Regions from separate parts of the Mus musculus genome. Here all the other regions are linked to region 3. Evidence: chromatin contacts called from public promoter capture Hi-C data. All regions are on one chromosome and are shown on one strand. Each heading gives the region's core, a stretch centred on a gene start, on an enhancer-like site or on the middle of the called end of the contact. The rest is flanking DNA. Distances are from core to core; before and after follow the strand shown. Region 1 holds the start of Adam15 (a disintegrin and metallopeptidase domain 15 (metargidin)). Region 2 holds the start of Rps27 (ribosomal protein S27). Region 3 holds the start of Glmp (glycosylated lysosomal membrane protein).

The links. Promoter capture Hi-C pulls out the DNA fragments that hold promoters and counts their contacts. Capture Hi-C pulls out chosen DNA fragments and counts their contacts.
Region 1: a contact with region 3 is called in a promoter capture Hi-C map of adipose tissue, with 2.0 times the contacts expected there. The contact joins the promoter of Adam15 here to the promoter of Glmp in region 3. A contact is called at or near these places in 1 of 39 promoter capture datasets (liver), 1 of 115 datasets of contacts at active chromatin or transcription factors (pancreatic cancer cells) and 1 of 9 other capture datasets (adipose tissue).
Region 2: a contact with region 3 is called in a promoter capture Hi-C map of liver, with 3 times the contacts expected there. The contact joins the promoter of Rps27 here to the promoter of Glmp in region 3. A contact is called at or near these places in 1 of 39 promoter capture datasets (liver) and 2 of 9 other capture datasets (adipose tissue and liver).

Annotation. Positions count from the first base shown.
Region 1 is chr3:89,348,596-89,351,395 of GRCm38.p6, reverse strand. Adam15 (a disintegrin and metallopeptidase domain 15 (metargidin)) reads left to right here and starts at 1,368. Exons shown (of 23, transcript NM_001037722.3): 1 at 1,368-1,587; 2 at 2,769-2,800. The coding sequence starts at 1,509. It overlaps Dcst1 (DC-STAMP domain containing 1), which reads left to right. Exons shown (of 16, transcript NM_029974.2): 16 at 882-1,177. The coding sequence ends at 1,133. It also overlaps a transcript of Dcst2 not described here.
Region 2 is chr3:90,212,065-90,215,006 of GRCm38.p6, reverse strand. Rps27 (ribosomal protein S27) reads left to right here and starts at 1,359. Exons shown (of 4, transcript NM_027015.4): 1 at 1,359-1,397; 2 at 1,706-1,814; 3 at 1,963-2,073; 4 at 2,254-2,340. The coding sequence starts at 1,392. The coding sequence ends at 2,282. Nup210l (nucleoporin 210-like) reads right to left here. Exons shown (of 40, transcript NM_029937.2): 40 at 2,856-2,942. It also overlaps a transcript of Rab13 not described here.
Region 3 is chr3:88,323,415-88,326,298 of GRCm38.p6, reverse strand. It overlaps Glmp (glycosylated lysosomal membrane protein), which reads right to left and starts at 1,276. Exons shown (of 6, transcript NM_020003.1): 1 at 1,098-1,276; 2 at 368-622; 3 at 1-184. The coding sequence starts at 1,217.

The DNA.
Region 1 (2,800 bases), core at 119-2,618, 1.0 Mb before region 3:
GCTCTGCTCTTAAGAATTCCTGGCAACTGTATGAAGAGGGTATTCGGAAAGTGAGACTGTGGAATGGCCACAAAGCTTGGGACTTGGTTCCTGCCAGGTTTGACTCAGATCTGACTTAGGAAAGTTACACCATCTTTCTGAGATTTTTTTTGGGGGGGGGTTGAGTTTTTTGTTTGTTTGTTTGTTTTTCGAGACAGGGTTTCTCTGTGTAGCCCTGGCTGTCCTGGAACTCACTCTGTAGACCAGGCTGGCCTCAAACTCAGAAATCCACCTGCCTCTGCCTCCCAAGTACTGGGATTAAAGGTGTGCACCACCACCACCCGGAGAGATTTTTTAAAAAAGACTTAATTAAAATTTGCACTTATTTAATGTGTATGGGTGTTTTGCCTATGCATATGTCTGTGTCCTCATGGGTGGCTGGTGTCCAGGGAGGCCAGAAGATCATCCAGTTCCCTGGAACTCAAGTGACAGGCAGTTGTTAGCTATGTGGGTGCTGGGATTCAAACCTGGGTCCTCTGGAAGAGCAGTCAGGGTTCTTAACCACGGAACCATCTCTCCAGCCCAGTAAGGTGTAAATTGTGCCCTCCTCCCTTCTAAGCCTAAGTACCAAATTAAGCCGCTCCACAGGTGTACAGAATTGTTGTGGGTCATCCTTGGGAGTAAGTTTGGGCACGCCAGGCTCCGCAGCCCATCATGGAGAAGAAGACTCTTTCGATTTATCTCAATATCGCCCTCGAGGGCTCTTCTTGTCTACCCCAGCTTCCTCCAATATAGCATTGTCAGGCCTTGGGACTTCATACATTAAGAGCTGCCCAGTGCCCCTGACAACCCTTTCTGCTCAGCCCACTTGGCATTAACCAATCCACCTCATCTTCCAACAGCCCCACTACCTGGTGGAGGCTCTGTATCGCCGGTGCCCTCTCCTGCACCGCTTCATGCGTCAGCGCTGTGTGGTGTGCCAGGCAATGGAGACGCCGGATTCCTACGTGTGCCCCACACCAGACTGCAAGGCCCTGTACTGCCGGTCGTGCTGGGACGACATGCAACGGCTCTGCCCGGTGTGCACGCCCCGCGAAGAGCTCTCGTCATCCGCCCACAGCGACAGCAACGACGACGCTGTGTATGGCGATTGAAGGGATGCTGCCCGCCTTCTTGCTTAATAAAGTGTGATGCACGCTCCTGCGGCTGGTGCTTCGCAGGCATCCGGGATTGGGTGAGCCGGAAGAACTGGCCCGCACAATCTCCACGAAGCCGGGCTACAGACGGGAGGCAGGATGGAGGGAAGGCGCGAGTCTTGTGGTGTCCAAACCCATCCCGGTAGCTGCCGGAAAGAGGCTGCGCTGAGCGGCAGGGGCGGAGCCTCAGACGGGGCGGGGCGGAGCCTCAGACGGGGCGGGGCGGGGCCTAGTTGCTGCGCTGCACCGAGCTGGTGTCCGGCGGGGCCGTGGCTGCTCCTCCACGCGTAGCCCCGCACCTGCTGCCCCAGTCCAGCCCGGAGCTCCGCGGCCATGCGGCTGGCGCTGCTCTGGGCTCTGGGACTCCTGGGCGCGGGCAGCCCTCGGCCCTCCCCGCCGCTGCCAAATATAGGTGAGTTCCCAGGACAGTGGGTCGAGGGGATGATTTGGAAAGAGGTACAAGGAAACCCGGAGGCAATGGGGTGTTGGGGTCTGCCGGAGCCTAACCAGAGGGCAGCCTGCGTGATCTGCGGACCAAAGCCTAGGGCCAGGTAATTTGGAGAACGAAAGGAAGAGGAGGATGGGGAGGAGGAGGAGGAGGAAGAGGAGGAGGGAGGATGGCGTCCTCTGTCCTGAAGTCCCGAGTTATCCCTGCAGACACTTTTGAGTCTCAGGCACTGAAGAGCGTGCGCGGGGGGTGGGGGTGGGGCGCTCAGATCATGGAAAGAGTCACTCCTTAGGACTGACGTCTTCGTCTCTCTAGTGCCTAGCTGACAGTTCTACTCAATGAAGTGCCCGGACTAGCTAGTGGGGTTTTAGTGAAAAGGATTATTTTCAGCCGTTCATTCCAGACCTGGGCGGCCAGCACCGCTCACTCGGGTGCGGTTGCCACCAGAAGCCTGGCGGAGCGGGAGGGGCCCGGAGGAGCCAGGGGAGGGAGCTTTCGCCAGGAAAGAGACTGGGACACCAACTCCTCCTTGGAACTTTCACTTCCCGCTGCTGTCTTGGGCTGGGGGCCGAGAGGGTAGGCGGGGGTGGAGTGTCCGGAGAGGAGAGGGCCATTGTTGGGGGGTGCTGGCGGAGGAAGCGGAGGCTGTTGGGAACGGGTGCGCCTGACTGGGCATCAAGGCTGTTTAGGGAGGTCAGAGTGTTTGCACTGCTCACCCAAAGATGGGTGTTCCCGGCAGGCATCTCTACTGTGAGGGAAAAGGAAGGGCAAGTGGGCACTAGGCCACAGACTTCTCTTAGACCTAAGAAAGGGCATTCCTGATTGGGTGGGGAGTGTGATTGGGAAGGGATGGGAACAAGGGAGGGCCCCCGTGAAAATCTTGGGATTGGCCAAAGGGAAGGCAAGGAGGAGCTGCAAGCTGGATACTCTGAACTTTGGGGACTTATGGGTGAAATCCGTAAGTTGGGGAAAAAAAAACCCCTCCTTCCCATATCCTCCTTTAAATCCTGGCACACACTGCAGGACCGCTTAAGTCACTGATATAGCCTTCTGTGCTGAGGGTCGGTGGGTCTGAGGACACTAGTGATTCCAGCCTTGCTAGGGATTTCCTCAGCAATCTCTTAGGATGTTCTGGGACCCTGCAGGAGGCACTGAGGAAGAGCAGCAAGCCAGCCCA
Region 2 (2,942 bases), core at 110-2,609, 1.9 Mb before region 3:
GGGTTTCTCTGTGTAGCCCTGGCTGTCCCGGAACTCGCTTTGTAGACCAGGCTGGTCTTGAACTCAGAAATCCGCCTGCCTCTGCCTCCCAGGTGCTGGGATTAAAGGCGTGCACCACCACACCTGGCCATGAATTTCATTTTTAAACCTAGAATCTATTTCCCAAGATATCTCTGCCATGTATATTGCCAAAATCCAAAATCAACATGCATTCATTTAAGCATGGACTATTTATTTATTATTTTATTTATAGACACTTGAATTCAGAGATCCACCTGCCTCTGTGTTGAGCAGCAAACACACAAATTTGTACAATGTGGTAATGGTTACAGCAGCTCCATAGTTAAATAACATACTTTTTGTTTTGATTTGGTTTTTAGAGACATCTCTTGTAGTTCTGGCTGTCCTACAACTTGCTAGATCAGGCTGGCCAGAACTCAGTCTCTTCCATGCTTTGCCAGAATGCAGTGATAAAGGTGTGACCAACCTCGTCTGGCCTTTAATTAGCACTTTAAAAGCAATGCACGTGTCAAGTGGTGTAAGGATATTTGATTTTATTCCTCAAAGGTAAAGAATTGTAAGAATACAAAGTCGGGCTCTATCTTTAGCACTGGAAAACAGCAGCAACAACAAAACAATAAAGGTAAACAATAGGGTTAGCTGCAGTGGAGCAAATATGAACAGGATTTGATTTTGTTGTTTTTTCAGACAGGGTCTCCTGTAGTCCACTCAGACCTCAAACTTGCTAGGAAGCCCAGTGCCTAGAATGATTTTGAACTCCTCGTCCTCCCGCTTCATCCTCTGAAGTTCTGAGATTCCAGCCTTGAGCCACTGACAGCACCACTGCGCCCTGCCCAGTTTACGCTTTGCACATTCTTAGCACGCACTCTACCTACCAGCGTAGTACACCCCCAGCTTCAAGCAGGTATCTCATTTTTTAAAAAAAAAAACCTATTTACGTCTAGAATTATTAATCAGCGTAAATCAAACCAACTGGAAAATGGTAAAGACTATCAATAACTAAAAATGTCATGGATAAAAGCTTCTCGCTGGTGTTCACCTGTGATGTTCCCATCACACTCCAGCTGTCAAAGCGTAGTCGGAAACTACGTGAGAAAAAAGTATCCATTTTTCTCGCCACAGCAGCTAAATTCTGAACTCAAAATAGAAGCTAACTCTCTCACCATGGCTACGCGCCCGCGACGCGAGGAGCCTTTACGGACCTTCTACAAATGGCAGTCAACGGGCATTCCGTTGCATTCGAACAGAGTAGAAGACCTTCCGAAGATGGCGAAGCAACACGGCTCGTCACTTCCTGTCCCATATCAGATATAAGGAACAGGATTTCCGCTTTCGCTCCTTTCCGGCGGTGACGACCTCCCTACGAGAACATGCCTGTGAGTTCCTTGGTCCAGGTTTCGACAGAGAACTCGCTCTTGGGTCCGCACGGTCCTCTTGCGCTAATTGCGGGTCCTACAGGGTCCACATGTGCGCTCTGCGTCTCTTAGGACAGTAACCAGAGCCGCGGCGGCCCACGGGTCAGCCGCGTAGACGGGAGCGGAGAGGAGATAAGATGGCGGCCCAGCTACGCAGACACCAGGGGCGGCGAGGGGCGAGTTCTCCTCGGTGTGTGCCAGTGGGGGCTCTTTCCCATCATCTCTTTCCTCCATTACCTTCTAAGTCTTTGCATTTCTGCCCCTTTTAGCTCGCAAAGGATCTCCTTCATCCCTCTCCAGAAGAGGAGAAGAGGAAACACAAGAAAAAGCGCCTGGTGCAGAGCCCCAATTCCTACTTTATGGACGTGAAATGCCCAGGTAAGGAAGTGGTTTTCAGCTGTGCGGGAAAACTAAACTGTACTAATGGTTGTAACTTAATTTTTGATTTTATTACGAGTTCAGAAGTGGTAACTTGGAGAGGAATAAAAGAAGTTAACATTTTTCTTCTCTTTTTTTTTCTTCCCAGGATGCTATAAAATCACCACGGTCTTTAGCCATGCACAAACGGTAGTCTTGTGTGTTGGCTGCTCCACTGTCCTCTGTCAGCCTACAGGTGGAAAAGCAAGGCTGACAGAAGGTGAGTGGTCTCAGTGTTGGGGTTTTGTTTGGCTTTGGGGTCCTAAGGTGAAAGGCTGAGTAGAATGCAAGGCTTCCGGCTGGTAAAGCCAGCTGCACTCCTGTTAGGAAGGTTTAGCACTCTGCAGATGAGGCAGGGTCAGTGGCAGGCAGAAGTAACGTTTGCATCTTTTTCTTCCAGGATGCTCCTTCAGGAGGAAGCAGCACTGAAAGCCCCTGATTGAAGATGAGTGGGAACCTTCCCAATAAACACGTTTTGGATATATAATGTTTGTCTTGTTTAACTGGTAGCAAGTGGTGCCTCACATATCCCAGGGCAAACAGAAGAGTGGTCCCTTTGGGGTCAAGTAAGTGGCCAAACACCTAGAGTCCATTGGGGGCATTTTTATCTAGATTCACTGTATAAATCTTAGACCATGGTTTAAAACTGGTGATAGTGTATAATTGGGCTTACTCTTCTATGTCTTTTTGGTAGTAACTTTTAGCAATGGTTATTGGAAACATTGTGTCATACAAAGGTGTGTGACAGTGGGGACTGTCTTTATTTAGGGATAATGGTACCCAGGCTGCTTTAATCCCAGTGCCTGAGAAGCAGAGGGTTACTGTTTTTCTGTGTGTTGTTGAGATGGCCTTAGGTAGCTTCAAGTGTATGTGACAGGATACCTGTCAAGTGATGGCATTGTAGGTGTGTACTGCTGTTGCGGTTTTTGTGGTGCTAGGAACAGACAGACACCGAGGGCTTCGGGAATCCAGCCTCAGAAATGTAATCTTTACACACGTGACTTAACCACCTAGGAGCTTTTATTTATACTTACTACAAACTTGATCTGGAGGTTTAGTTTTGTAGTTAGCTACTAAACTTGTGCAGGA
Region 3 (2,884 bases), core at 27-2,526:
TGCCATTGGCGAATGCTCCAGTAGGATCATCTACAGGGCGGCCTTGAAAATCGGCACTCAGGTTGGCAAGATCCAATGAGTTGGTGATATTGTTCCAGGAGAACTTGGCCAAGGAGTACGGAGGGTATGGCTTTCCTGGAGGCTGTGCCCCCTCGGACGCATTGGTGCTGTCAAACTCAAGCAGCTGGGGACAGGGTAGAGTGGAAGAGGCTTGCCTCCCTCTGGCTTTCTCTTGAATATCCCTCCCAGTCACCCCACCCAAAACTGCATTCACTTCACCCACCCTGGGCTAAACCCGTCCCTCGCCCTGGGGGTAGGATGGACTCTCTTCTTGTGATCTTCTCTCTGGGCTCCTTCAGACCCTCACCCTGGTGAAGACGAGAGCAGAAGAAAACTGTATGCTGCTCTTGGGGAGCACCATCAGGGCCCCAGCAGGATCGGGAGACAGCAGGAGACTCCAGTTGACACTCAGGACACTCTGAGTGGTGTTAGTGGCCACCAGCACCACAGCTGGAGGCCCCAGGCTGCTCCACACATAGTGCAGGGTGGAGTTGCTGCCCACTGCCCGAATATGAAGCAGGTTCTGTGGATTTGGCCAGCCGGAAATAACCTCCATAGATACCTGGAACACGGGGTAGTGGGGCGGAAGGAGCAAGATCAGGTATGCTCACAGGCAAAGCTGCAGCTTGTAGGTGGAGGACAGGACCTGGGCAATGCAAGGGCTCTTGAGGACCAGGCAAGAGGGAAATGTAGAAACTGAGGGGAACTTGGAATCAGGGGCAGATGTAGGGTTGAGAACATAGGGTGGATCCAGGATTACTCAGAGGGCTCAGAGCTAACAAGGCTTTTAAGTCCCCAAACTTGCCTGTTCCTGGGCTACAATGGCTGAGCCATGGCTCAGACATCGTCAGAAAGCAGGACGCAGTCATGCCTGACCCCTCCACAATTCTTCCAATCACTCGTGACTCCACACTGAGCTCTCTGGGTTGTTATCTCTCTTGCATCCACCTTCCACCCCTCTGTTGTCCCAGATTCCGGTCATCCTAGAAAGGTAGGATTTCCGGAAACATCTATAACTTCAGTTCCAGAGCCCTTACCTGGCGAGTCTCTTCTCCCTGCAGGCCAAATGGAGCTGAACACACAAGTAGACTCAAAAGGAGCCATGGGGTAGGGGCACAGGGGACCCAGCCCCAGTGAGGTCCCCAACAGCGAAACATACAGCCACAGCTAGTTAAACTCAGCGGAAGAGCCTCAGAGTCACATGACTCCTTTCCTGCTGATCCCTTTTGAGGGCGGGCCAACAAAGTTCTTAAAGGGGCCGCTTCTATTAACCCAGATCTGTTTAAGTTGGAATAGCCTCCCGAAAGCTCAAGGTGAACAGGTATTTTATCATCAACAGGTTGGCCTAGGCATCCTAGACTAGCTGTGCAAACATACTCCTACCTTACTGCAGACACCCTACCGGCCCCACCTACATCACCTCTGGTGAATAAACCCAGATTAAAATTTCCACACAATTTAACAGAGTAATTTGTATGTTACTGCTCTGTGCTAGAAAGATATAGAGAGGGCTGGAGAGATGGCTCAGTGGTTAAGAGCACTGACTGCTTTTCCGAAGGTCCTGAGTTCAAATCCCACCAACCACATGGTGGCTCACAACCATCCGTAATGAGACCTGACGTCCTCTTCTGGTGCAGCTAAAGACAGCTACAGTGTACTTAGATATAATAATAAAAAAAAATCTTCAAAACAAAAAAGGAAAGATATAGAGAGGAATTGGATATAAAAGAACCCTTGGGGGTCAGCAAGATGCCTCAGCATTTGCTCTAAACTGAACATGAGTTGGATATATATTCAGGACCAACGCGGTAGAAGGAGAAAAATAATTGCCAGAAGCTGTAACCTGATTTACACATGCATTCTGTGCATTGCTCACATAAAACAAGTGCAGTAAAATGTAAAAGAATGCCGGGCGGTGGTGGCGCACACCTTTGATCACAGCACTTGGGAGGCAGAGGCAGGCGGATTTCTGAGTTTGAGAAAAGTGAGTGCTAGGACACCAGGGTTACACAGAGAAACCCTGTCTTGAAAAAACAAAGACAAAAACACAAACAAAAAAAGTAAAAGAATAATAAAAGAATCCTTAGGTATGGTAGTCTCAGAAAACAGAACCAAACAGGAATGGAGGCTTGTTTCTACAAGGGGACCAAGACACCCTAATTCCAGCCAAGAGGTGAGAAGAGGAAGACCAGAAATTCAAGGTCTGGGGCATGAGATGTTCAGCAGGTAAATGCATTTCATTTATTAGATTACCAAGTAGGCAGGGACTGGCTGTCCAGGAACTCTTTATACATACCAGGCCGGCCTTGAACTATTAAAGATCCACCTGCCTGCCTCTACCTCCTCTGCTGGAATTAAAGGCATGAGCACCACAACCAGCCTGTTTTTCCTAAAATCTTAACATGTAAAGTATTTTGCCTGTATGTCTGTCTGTGTCTGGTGTCCTCAGAGACCAGAAGAGGATGTCAGATCCTCTGAGGCTGGAGTTACAGATGGCTGTGAGCTACCATGGAGATGATGGGAATCAAACCTTGGGTCCTCTGGAAGAAGTCAGTGCTCTTCATTACTGAGCATTTTCTCCATCTCCAACTTAAATCTGTTAGACTAATGCACAGTACAAATTTGAACCAGGTGTTCTGGCACAAGCCTTTAATCCTAGCTAACCAGGGCTACATAGAAGACCTTGTTAAAAAAAAAGAATCAGGATTACTTACATGATAATGTTAAGCAAGTGCTTTGACAGAGCTTATACACGCAACCTAGACACTAGGTTCTAACCTAGAGACAAGGGTCTCTGCATAGCCCAGCCCTGACTATTCGGAAC